2 separate regions of the Rattus norvegicus genome follow, and region 2 is linked to region 1. A link is a contact called in public Hi-C data. All regions are on one chromosome and are shown on one strand. The core of a region is the stretch at or near the end of the contact, and the rest is flanking DNA. Distances in the headings are between cores, read along the strand shown.

Region 1 (6,155 bases), core at 2,339-4,838:
ACTGTCTTAGACTCATCTTGTAGACCAGGCGGGCCTCGAACCTGACTCTGCCTCCCAAGCACTGATATTAAAGGTGTGTGCCACCATTTCTGGCTAGTCTGTTCTTTCCCTAGAAGACAGAATATGACCTTGGATAAAGATTCCTCCTCTTCCACTTTTAAAAAGAATTCTTGAAGCCAGGTGCAGTAGTCCTCACCTTTAATCCCAGCAGAGGCATACTTATCTCTGTGAGTTCAAGGTAGCCTATTTATATAGCAAATTCCAGGCCAGCCAGGTACACAACAGTGAGACCTTGTCTAAAACAAACAAACAAACAAACAAACAAAAAACAATGCTTCAGGCTACACATTCTCTGATGGGTCACAACAGTTAATCTCATCCTTGGGGAAGAAAGGGATTGTTAGGAGGGGATCACATACCCTTCTCATGAACCAATGAATGAATGAAAGCTCTGTCTTTGCCAATACCAAGTAAATGGATTTGTAAACAATTGCTGGTTATTCATTTATGCAGTTTAATTCTCTCCCAATAAGGTATCCTCTTTAAATTTGTAACTACCACATACATAGACTTGGGAGGTGGAGGCAGTAGATGTTCATGGTCACAATCTGCTACATAGGGACCTGAGCTACATGAGATGCTGTCTTAAAAATAAAGTTAGAGCTCTTAGAACTCAGTGTGTATTGGCTTGAGTTCTCATTTGGCCCAACCAACCCTACTTGTAGACATTGAGGTTGTACCCACAAGGAGGGGAGTGAGATACAAGGCTTTACCTTGGGCAAGTGCTGAGAATCCCTAAGAAAGTCAGAGACAGCCCCAGAATGTAGGACAGTAACTGAGAACACCACTAACAGCACCTACAATGGTTTCGTCCCTTCTTCAGTGCCTTTGCATCAGCAAAGCACAAACAGCTCACTACATGTCGGGGTTAACATCCAGGGTGTTGGCGCTTTATAAGGTCTTATCACTTTACTTTTGGGGTCAATGGCAATGGAACTTGGGGCCTCAAATTGCTCCTAGAAAATAAGGGGCAAGCACTCTTATGTTGAATGGTAGCCTAGGCTTTGTTGATTTTCTCTTAAGGAAAATGGGTAGGGAAAGGGAGGAGCCCGGTGAAAATAATGTCAGTAATGCCACTCGTTTGACTAAGACTGGGTTTAGTCACCACTGGTCTGTCTTCTCGAATGCAGGTTAGTAGTTGAGTCTTATGACTCAAGCTCAGCTGCCTTCAGACTGGCTTTGGGGACCTCTCCATGCTGGAGCCTGTCTACCACCAGCCAACAAGGCCACTACCCCAGGAAATGGGCCCCTCCTTCCCTACCTTCTGTTCCCACCCTGACAACTGGTTCACGTACAGGACTTCACCTCTCCAGGGTTTGGGCAGGAATTGGAATGTGGGTGGGTTGGTGCCCTACACACACAGGCAAGAGTAGTTCACATAATTTGGAATGGTCTCCTGGTCTTCCTGAACAAGACCTGCGTTCTCCTTCCAGTTAAGGTTTCCAAAACTAAAGCACTATGTTTATCTCCCATCACAGAGATAAAGATGCTAATTGAATGCTTGAGGCTGTACATTCTCTGATCCGGCCCCAACAGCTAATCCCATCCTTGGGGAAGAAAGGAGTTGTTAGGAAGGAATCCCACATTCTTCTGCTCTGCATGGCACCTTGTGACTACTCCAGGATTATAGAAAAATAAGAAAGAACAGGGTGCCCAAGAGAAGAGTGTAACGCCCATCCCATTGTTGTATGGACAACTCGCTTGATGCTTTTGGGGCTCTTGCTTCTTTCTGCAGAAGCCATGATTCAGGGAGAAGTGAATCACTCGTTCTTTCATTCACTCATTCAACAAATATTCACGGACTATGCCCCAGGTCTTGAAGTGGGTACCAGGGTTTTCCTCCCAGGACTTGGGTACATGAGATGAAGACTGAAGGGGGCTTGCACAAAACAATTGCACAGCAATTTAGGAGGGGAGCTAGATTGTGGATTTCCTCTAGGGACCTCTGAAGAAAAGCCAGTAGGGTTTGTTTGTTTGTTTGTTTGGCTTTGTTTTTGTGAAGGGTCTCACTATGTTGCCTTGGTTGGTCTGGAACTCTTTGTAGACTATGCTGGTCTCAAATTTACAGAGATCTAGCTGGTGAAGGGACATACCTTTAATCCAACCACTCCCGAGACAGAGGCAGGTGGATCTCTGAGTCCAAGGACAGCCTGGTTTACAGAGGGAGTTCCAGTACAGCCAGGGCTACACCCAGAAGCCAGGTCTCAAAAACAAACAAAAAATCAAATAAACAAAAAGCCTGCCTCTGCCTCCTGAGTGCTGGGATTAAAGGCTTGGGTCATCTGGTCTCATGCTTGAAAAAGCTACTTCGAAAGCTACTTTTTTCATTTGCTTTGCTGTGATTCTTCAAGATAGTTTTTGTTGGTACTCCTCTGGGATCCCGGCATCCGGGCTTGGAAAGGGGTTTTAGTTGAGAATTAACAAACCATTAACAGCGTGTACATAGTAACAAGTTGGAGTTACTCCTAAGTCTTCCCAATACTGAATATGTAAGTAACCAGTCAGTCCCACTTATTCTTTAACAATGTAACTTTGGTGGGGGCTGGGGATTTAGCTCAGTGGTAGAGCGCTTACCTAGGAAGCGCAAGGCCCTGGGTTCGGTCCCCAGCTCCAAAAAAAAAAGAACCAAAAAAAAAAAAAAAAAACCAATGTAACTTTGGTGGATACAAATTCACTGCCCAGACTCTTTTCCGGTCCAGACTTCTCAAAGTGACTTAGTTGTAGCTACCCTGAAAGATTTAACAGAATAAGGGACAGCTGTTGGCTTGAAACCCCTCAACCTCTTCCCTAACATGCGACTCTTGCTTAGATAAAAGGCATTATCTTAGCATGCAACTGGTGCCTAGAATCTAGTTGGAAGCTACCAACGTAAAACGGAGTGGCTCTCCAGCCTCTGCTGGCTTGTCTCTCAGCAAGTTTTCAGGCATAGGCACACAGGGTGGTGAAGCAGGGTCAATCTACACCACGAAGTCTAGTCTACGTGGCCCGCACACAACTCAAGGCCCATCCATCCTCGGCTCGCACCTGCGATCCCGCCAGGGAATAAATACTACGCGCTGAATGCAAAGCCGAGGAAGAGTTTTGCTAGTCTTCCAGGCCAGGGCTCAGCCGTTAGGACCCGGGGAGAGACTGCGTGATTGAACCGGTTGCAAGACGGACGACCAAGCGCCTGTGCGCATGCACCGGCCGAATCCCGCCTGCTGCCCATAGGACCCTGCGGCAAGCTGGTAGTCAGGACTGGTGGTGTGGTGCGCGTGCGCGGGCCTGCCGCAGGGAGTGTCCGGCACGAGGCCGGGCGGGGAGCGCGGGCGGATGGGCGGGGGGCTGGGCACGCGCGGCGCCCCGCCCCACTGACGCGCCGGGCCCGCGCCTCCCGCCTCCGGCGTCGGGAACCGGGTTGGCCGCCAAGGAGTCCCCGCCCCTCCCCCGCGCCTCCCGGCCGGAACCGATCGGGGCTGGTTTGAGCTGGTGCGTCTCCATGACGACGTGCTCCGCCTATAAGTAGCGGCGCGTCGCACCGTCGGGCTTTGTCAGTCCCTGCAGCCGCCGCCGCCGGCCGCCTTCAGTCAGCAGCTCGGCGCCACCTCCGGTCGGCGACTGCGGCGGGCTCGACGAGGCGGCTGACGGGGCGGCGGCGGGAAGACGGCCGGGTGCGCCTTGGGGTTTAGTGGCGGCTTCTCCATGGGTCCAGCCAGCCGCTTCCCTGTGCTGTGAGGTAAGCGGGGCGCGGGAGGATTGTGCGGCCACGTGTCGCGAGGCCCGGACTGCGGTCGCCGGCAGGGGACACGTGGCCGGAGGCTGGTGACCTTGCGAGCCTCCGCCCTGAAGGCAGCAGCTGTTCCTGGCCCTTGGCTGCAAGCCCTCGGATCGCCCCATGGGAGCCCGCATCGTGTCAGCCGGGCTCGGCGCTCCACTTGCCCGGGCGGTGATGGAGGGCAGGTGCAGGGGAGCCCGGCCGCTAGCAGCCGCCCTGCAGTTTCCTGCTTTCTTTAGTTTTGCTACGTGTACAGAGCAGAGCTGATGGACTCGAAGTGGAAGTCGATAGACCTAATTTAGTCAGGGAGTCCCTGCTAATGAATACTCACCGGCTGTGACTTGGATTTAGAACTGAACTCTTTGAATGACTTAGGGGTTTACGGGAAACCGGATTCCCGGCTGTCTTGGAAGCCCGACTCAGAATCCTCAATAACTGGTAGAACTGGGGAGCAGATCCTGTCAGGAATGTCTGGGAGAGGACAAAAGAATGCAGTGGCTTGTTTTATTCAAACCTAACATCGGGCAGAATTTGACTGGAGTTCATTTTTGTTTTAATTGGCTTGTATCTCATCCAGATTTAACTTCTTGTGCTAATTGTTTAACAGGATTTAGCTGCTTCCCATGCCAAAGTGTTAGCATTTTTTTTCTTTTATCTTTTTTTTCTTTTTCTTTTTTTTTTTTTTTTTTTTTTGTATTGAGGCAAAGATAGGGAAAGGCAAAATAAGTGGTATTTCAATGAAAGTTTTCCAGGTTTAAGCCGGAAGGCTGCCTGGAAAATACTTAACAAGACCTAAAATTACAAAGTTACTGCCAAAGCCCATTCATCAGTTCTAAGTGATATACAACTGAGTTGGCTGGCGCTGGTCTGTAGTCTTCACTTAAGAGAGGTTTATGCAGCTAACGAAGTTGACCAGTGCCAAAAGTCTCCTTAAAGCTTAAAGTGTGCTTTATCATGCATGGATTTGGATTTATGACAGGCTCATCCCCGTGGGCCTCTCATAGTGTCCCGTGCTAGAGCAAACTGGCTCCTAACCATTGCCCAGCCTTGGTGCATGTAGGCTGCTGGCACTGAAGTGGGTCACACAATGGAAAAAAGTTTTACCTGGCCACTTGCTGCTGGTGTCCATTTCATAAGACCCAGGCAGGAGCTTTTATTAAGCGTGGTGATCTTGCTTATTTTTGTTAGTAAAAAAGTTGGCCAAAAATTCCTTCAATATGGTTATTATCCATAAGTGGATATTAGAAGGCACTTGAGGACTGTTGGATTCCCAGAAGTGCGCATTTGGTAGGCAATCCAGGCTCTAGAATACTGATGTTTCATAACAGTAACAATATACTGTGAATTGAATTTTTTTAAATGCTAGTACTGCATAAAAGTTAGGGAAGTTTTGGTGGATTGCACACTAACATTGAGTGCTCTGGATACCTGATATACTGTATTCACTAAGTCATTCAGCATAACTCTGCAAGTGGGAGAAAAAGACCTTTTCAGGACTGCATGTTACTGTATGCCCATTAAAGTTTTTGAAGAGCTGGAATGGCTCAAATGAAGCAGATAGGAACATGTAATAATGCCAGTAATTAGACTGTTAACTCCGTTCCGTTTTGGAGAGGGGCAGGGATTGAGATGTTCTATGTGTATAGAGCTGTGGCATTCAGTTTTGAACAGTGTGGAATCTATTTGAGTATTGGAGATATTTGGGGGGGGGTCTTCACGTAGTTCTGACCTCACAGTTGATCTTCCTGTACTGTGTACTCTCTGGTATACTGTTGCAGTGTGTAACCTTTAATGGTAAGATTTCAAGGGAGATAGCAACATGTTGTGTTTCTACTCACTAGTGTTTCCACCACTCCAGGAGACAGCATTCAGAGTTGACCTTGTGAGAGCTGGCCATAATTTAATTCCATCTCTAGGTTTTCTGTGTAAGTATCAGTTTATACTTGTGAATTTGTGTTGAAGCAGTGCTAAGACTTTGAGTGCATTCACTTATTATCTGCTTATTGTCAGCTTATTGTTTCAGAGGCACATCGAGAACCAACCATGGGCAGCTTTACTAAGGAAGAGTTTGACTGCCATATCCTCGATGAAGGTTTCACTGCTAAGGACATTCTGGACCAAAAAATCAATGAAGTTTCTTCCTCTGTAAGTACGGGAAGCCCACAGCCACAACTCAAAAGTTCCATAAAAGAGCATGCCTTGCCAGAGAATCTAGAATTTGACTGACTGGGCTGTCTAGTGAGTGTCCATGTCAGTACTGCTAACAGGGATAGGATTTTGTTAGGGAAGGGGGAAAAAGATCTTCAGTGTGGCCAGGTGCAAGACTGTTAATGAGGTCCCT
Region 2 (6,150 bases), core at 1,129-3,628, 960 kb after region 1:
GCTGGGAGAGGCTTCCAAAGGGAGACTCGTGGATACATCAAGGAAATAACAATTCCTGAGCCCTGGAGATAGCAGTTAATGGGACAGGTGACCCAAAGGAGCCCTTGACCCTTGTCTTATTTTTGTGATATAACAACACAGCTGAGACCGAGAAGTTTATATACTCTGTGTGTGTGTGTGTGTGTGTGTGTGTGTGTGTGGCCATGTAGAGACTAGATGTCAACCTCTGGTGTCATTTCTTAGAACCCACCCACCCTGGTTTTGTTGGATTTGTTTCAAACAGTGCATCTCACTGGGCTGACTGACCAGTGAAGCCCAATGTTTTCTGCCTGACTCTATCTTCCCAGTGCTGGGATCCCCAGTGCGCCCCACCATGCCTAGCTTTTTATGTGGGTTCTGGGGGTTGACCTCTGGTCATCCTGATGCAAGCTCTTTACCAACTTGTACACCTCCACCCTGTGTAAAAAGTTCATTCTGGGGCTGGAGAGATGGCTCAGTGGTTGGGAGCACTGACTGCTCTTCCAGAGGTCCTGAGTTCAAGTCCCAGCGACCACATGGTGGCTCACAACCATCTGTAGAGAGATCCGATGCCCTCCTCTGGTGTGTCTGGGGACAGTTACAGTGTACTCATATAAAATAAATAAATAAATCTTTAAAAAAAAAAAAAGTTCATTCTGCTCAGTTCTGCAAACCAGGAAGACTCATTTTGTTTACCCTCTGATGGGGGTGGGGAGGATGTCTTCCTGCTGGATTATGACACAGTAGAATGTCACGTGGTCAGGTAGAGCAAGCAAACTAGCTGGTCTCTCTTAAGACCTCATAACTTTCCTTAATCCCTATCACCCTCTGAAGGCCCCCTCTCCAAATACTATTAGCAGATAACTCGAGATCATTCCCCAACACATGGAACTGTAAAACATATGTGAGAGAGAACAGGAGAGAGCTGAAGAGCAGGAGCTCAGGAGTGGGAGCCACTGAAAAGTTGGAACACGCCTGGAGGCATTGGATGGGGCAGAGGTGATCTAGATAGGGGTGAACACAGGGAGGCAGAAATTCAACGGGGAAATGAAGCAAAAAAAAATTTGCAATGTTTTTTGCAAATTGCAAAAAAACAATGAAGCGCAAAATAGGCCCCGGGTGTACGACTAACTCTGTGTGTGTTAAATGCCCAAGGAGACATGTGAATTCACCTTTAAACACTCCTACTGTTACTTCTTTGGCCTACTTAACCCCACTGTCAAGCCAGTGTGGAACTGTGAGGAATCAGAGCTGCTACAAAGCTTAGGCCTTACTAGCTTAAGGAGAGGGCTCCCTGCCTGCTCACCTGTCTGGTAAATATAGACGGCACAGTGCCCAGCTCCTGTCCACTCATATCAGCTATGATCTTTCCCATACCTCCACCGGTTTCAAGGCTCTGCAGGGAGGCCTCAAAGGGCTAGTAGAGGAGGGTCCTATTGCTGCCCTGCAGGTTGGGGGTGCGGCATAACATCCTGCATGCATGACCCCTGCTCCCCAAGACTTGTGAAGACTGTATGTGAATAACCACACCTAAAGACCAAAGGAGAAAAATGGGTACGAGGGATTTGGGTCAGCTCTCACGTATAGGCCTGAGGACTCCCCAAGTGGGTGGCCTTTGTATGGCCACAGGGGAGGACCTGCAGGCCTCATTAGATACAAGTGAGGTGGCTGACTACACCGCTGTAGTCCTTTTGCAGCAGACAGCAGATTAGAGTAGTAAGAGCTTTTGATCTGGCGCCATGCAGGAAAGAGCGGATGTCGTCCCTAAACCCAAGCAGCTTTCAAATCTCTTCCTGGGCAGAGGTGCGGTCCTAAGAACCTGCGGCATCTTAAAAGAAATTAAGAGACAGCGTGAAGCTGTCCCTGTGGGTCCCGCCTACCAGATCCGTCCACTGCGTGGGGCCAGCGCGCGACCTCTGCGAGCAGCCCCTGCGGCAGAAGAGGACCTTACTGCAGTCGACTGCCGCCGCGCCGCCGCCGGGACCTTTCCCCTACTTTCCAGGGCTCACGCCCCGCCTCTAGCCCGACCAAAACACGTGCCGCCTCCCGCCCCGCCGGATCACGCCGCAGCCAGGCTCCGATCACGCGCCCCCCCGCGGCGCCCATTGGCCCGCTTCTTGCGGGGCGGGCGCCGATTGGCTGGCGGCAGAGGTCACGCCTCCAGCAGGGAGCGGTGTATTTTGGTTTGCCCGCGCGCCCCGCCCAGGGCCGCTCCCTCCGCGGCGCCCCGCCCCTCCCGCGCCTCCCGGGCCGCGCGGAGGCAGAGCCGCGCGGCAAGGAGGGCGGAGGTGCGCGCCGGGAACAGACGCTCGGGACACCGCCGCCCGCCGCCCACCGCCCACGTGCAGCCTCCGCCGCACGCAGAGCTCCTGCCTCGCAGCATTGCTGCCTGCAGGCCGTACGGCACCATGCACTCGCCAGGCTCCACCGGCCCGGGCGACGCGCGCGCGGTAAGTGACGGGGCGCGAGAGGAGACGGGGGACGCGGGAAGGATGGCGACTCTTCTCTGCGGTGGAGGCTGCGGCTGTGCTCTGGTCCGGGCAGGGACCGGTAGGCTCGGCCGGGTCAGGGTGGGGAGGGGGGTGTGTTAGCGCGGCAGCCAGCCTTCAGCTTTGTCTCTTGTCCGCTGCGGCCCCGCCCGGCGCGGCTATTTCCAGCCATGACGTCACCCGAATGCAGCGGAGGACCGCTGTTGGATGTGGGCGCGGCTGGCGGGAACTTGGGGGCGGGGCGGGGGCGGAGTCAAAGCCGGGTGCAGCATGAGGGGGCGGGGCGAGAGCTACTAGTAGTGGGGGGCGGGGCCAAAGCAAGGGCGTGGGCGAGAGTGCTTGGAGGAGATATGGGAAGCTAGATGGGACCAAGGCGAAGGGCACGGTGAATGTACCTGGTAGTAGTATAAGAGGGAGTAAGGGCGGAGCCAAAGCTAGAGAGCTTGTTGAGAGCCTCTGGTGGAACTGTGGGCGGGGTCAACGTAAGAGTGCTTAGTGAGGACGGATGGGAATTTACCTAGGGGCGGGGCAGAGGCTAAATGAAGGGGAGGGAGTGTGGTGAGAGCATCTGGTGGGCATGTGGTGGGGAGGGCTGTGGGTGGAGCCAAACTAAAGGTGTCTCAGGAGGGTGTGGCAAGAGTACCTGGAGGAGGTTATGATGGAATGAACAGGAGCAAGTGTGTCTTGATAGGCGGGTGTGCGAGAGTGTGGTTCGAGGAGGTCTATCAGCCAAGCTTAGTGGGCTTGTAAGGGTAGGGCTGGACAGGGGTTGGGGGTCCAAGGGAGAGGGGGTGTGGTAATAGGACTTTGCTGGAGTGGAAGGCCTGGGCCTAGGGACTGAGTGGAATTATGGCAGGGACCTCTGTCAGAAGGTGTAGGCTGAGGAGCAACAGAACCTGGCAGAAATGTAGGGGGGCAGAAAAGTGGTGCGGCACACAGTGGACTCAAGGTTCAGCCACTGGGAAATTAAGCTTGGGAAAATGCTTCCTTTCTTAGGGACACCGCTCTGGTCCTTTTGAGCTAGAAGATCTCACCACCACCACCACCCCCCGACTGGTTGCTTGGTTTCATTTGCTGCTTTGTGTGTTTATCTTTCCCACGGCACCTTCCTACTAGCCATTTTGGTGTGTACCTCCAGAGTTAGTCTTCATCATCTAGCCAAGAGAATCGTGAAGTCAGTAACCTGTTTTGTTTATTTTATAGTTGTGGGATTGAATCCAGGGTCATGCATGAGGTAGTCAGGCATTAAACTATTGAGCAATAGCTGGGCTTTAAAACCTTTTTTAAGAATCAGGATGTGTGTGTGTGTGTGTGTGTGTGTGTGTGTGTGTACTGCTTCTCAACCAAGACCAGTCTTCAGAGCTTGAAAGCAAAGTTGTGTTGAGAGTCCCCTTCAGGTGTCTCGTTAAGGGTGTTGCACATGCCTGTGAGGGTTGCCATCCCTTTATTCTCCTGAGCTAAGAAGCCGCTGTGTTCTGCCACCTTCAGGCTGACATCATGGACATTTGTGAGTCAATCCTGGAGAGGAAGCGGCACGACAGCGAAAGGTCCACGTGCAGCATCCTGGAGCAGACAGATATCGAAGCTGTGGAAGCTCTCGTTTGCATGAGTTCTTGGGGTCAAAGGTCCCAGGTGAGACCCCTCACGCCCGTCTCTGATTCTGGTGACGTCACCACGGCGGTGCTTATGGACACAGCTGCACCTGATCTACCAAAGGACTTCCATTCTTTTTCAACTCTGGTAAGAGGAGGTTGAGGGGAGGAGAGCGTTTTTGAGAACTGCCTAGAATAGCTTAGGTTAAATATGCTGAAGAACCCGTAAGGAGATCAACAGATGACGCCGGCCGGGAAGCTGCCTGTGCTCCTTTTGTGTGGATGCCAAAGTGTGCAAACTCCTCTCTTACAAATGTTTTCAGTGGGTCGTAACTTGCTGAGAGATGCTCAGGGACAAAACCTGTAGGCAGTGACAGAAAGGTGTATTATGCCAGCTTTCCCAGGAGTCTTAAGGGAGGGTCTTGAGTTGCCTCAGACTGGGATGAGGATTTGTGGGAAACAAGAAAGCATGTACTCTGACATCTCACAGCCTTTAGCCTAGTGGAGACATGTCACCTCTGCCTTCCCGTGACAGCCAGCCAGTGTAATTTGGAGTTGACACATCAGTATTTTATCTCTAGGTTTTAACTTGCAGCACCATTGCAGGTGCTTCGTGGGTTGGAGAAGTCAGATCACAGATTGTAGGCAGTAGTAAAACTGAGAGCTGGCCGCCTGGGCCGGGAACTTGCCCCGGAGAAGCTTATGGAAGGTGGAATTGGAGGAGTGGGTAGGAGTGAGGACTGGAGGGATTATGGGCTGGCTCATAATAGTAGCCCCTCAGGTTTTCAGGCTTGGGCTTTTGTGAGGTGGCTGAGGAACTGCCCGGAGCCATCACAGAGAGGCGTGGTTCAGGAGAACCCGGGTTTTCTTGGTTTAAGAATTGAAATGTCATGAAGAACTTTATAGATCTGTTTTCGTTTTTGCAGTTCTAGTTGAATTGCTTATTTCAGAAGCTCTGCATGACCTAGGTAGGGTAGATAACACCCTTCTTCCAACAAGACATGCGCATGGTTGGAAGGGGCCGTTCATGTGGGGAGAAGTAGGAGCAGCAGAGTCCCCAGAGATCCTCTGGGTCAGTCAGGGCAGTCCCCTCACAGGCAGTGGGATCAGTGCAGTCAGATAATTTCCTTGTGGCTCTTTTGACCAAAACAACCTTTGACGTGGCGCTTTTCTTTCTCTCCGTTTTTATTTTAAAGTGTATAACTCCTCCTCAGAGCCCAGAGCTCATGGAGCCAACAGGGACCCCTGTTCCTTCCCAAGTAATCAATTCCCAAGGATGCATGGCCACTGCCCTCCCCCCATCCCCTACTGGGGGCCCCAGAACACTGAGCAAGGGGGAACCACCGGAGCCATCCTCAGAGTCCTCCTGCAGGGCCGTGATGACGAGCGTGATCCGTCACACTGGGGAGAGCCCAGCTCCGACATGTTTTCCAACTGGTCCAACTCAAGAGCAGCCAGCGTCCGACAGCAGAGGAGGACAAGACCCGTTGCTGGACCACCTCGAAGCCTTGCAGGACACACGTTTGGCAGATGGCTTACTTGTCACTAACTTGGTTTCCTGTCAGCCTTGCTTGCACAAGTCTGGTGGCCTGTTCCCCATCGACAAAGGCCAACAGACAGTATGGCCCACTGCCGTTCAGACCTGCTTACCAAAGAATCCTGAAAGTGACTTGTCAAGGAAAACCACCCCTTTTATTTCTGTCCCTGTCTCTAGCCCCCCTGTCCTTTGCCAGATGATCCCTGTGGCTGGACAAAATGGCATGCTCTCAGCTTTTTTGAGGCCTCCTACCCAGTTGCCTGCAGGGACTATCAAGCCCATCCTACCCCAAGCTGCTTCAATGTCTCAGCCTGTGTTCATGGGCCCGCCTGTGCCTCAGGGAACTGTGATGCTGGTCTTGCCACAGAGCACCTTCCCCCAGCCTGCTGCCTGTCCATCCAGTGTCATGGCCATTGGAAATACCAAACTCTTGCCCCTTGCCCCTGCCCCAGTGTTCGTCGCCTCCAGCCAGAACTGTGCGCCTCAGGTAGACTTTTCCAGAAGGAGGAACTAT

What was found. A called contact is a pair of places that touch in the nucleus more often than the background predicts.
Region 2: a Hi-C map of kidney shows a contact between it and region 1, with 4 times the contacts expected there. The contact joins the promoter of Klf11 here to the promoter of Odc1 in region 1. A contact is called at or near these places in 2 of 12 Hi-C or Micro-C datasets (kidney and mammary epithelial cells).

The regions. Positions count from the first base shown.
Region 1 is chr6:46,055,077-46,061,231 of GRCr8, forward strand. It overlaps Odc1 (ornithine decarboxylase 1), which reads left to right and starts at 3,589. Exons shown (of 12, transcript NM_012615.3): 1 at 3,589-3,775; 2 at 5,656-5,739; 3 at 5,825-5,959. The coding sequence starts at 5,858. It overlaps Snora80l1 (small nucleolar RNA, H/ACA box 80 like 1), which reads left to right and starts at 4,771; the gene lies at 4,771-4,904.
Region 2 is chr6:47,012,070-47,018,219 of GRCr8, forward strand. It overlaps Klf11 (KLF transcription factor 11), which reads left to right and starts at 2,379. Exons shown (of 4, transcript NM_001037354.2): 1 at 2,379-2,468; 2 at 3,996-4,247; 3 at 5,296-6,150. The coding sequence starts at 2,427.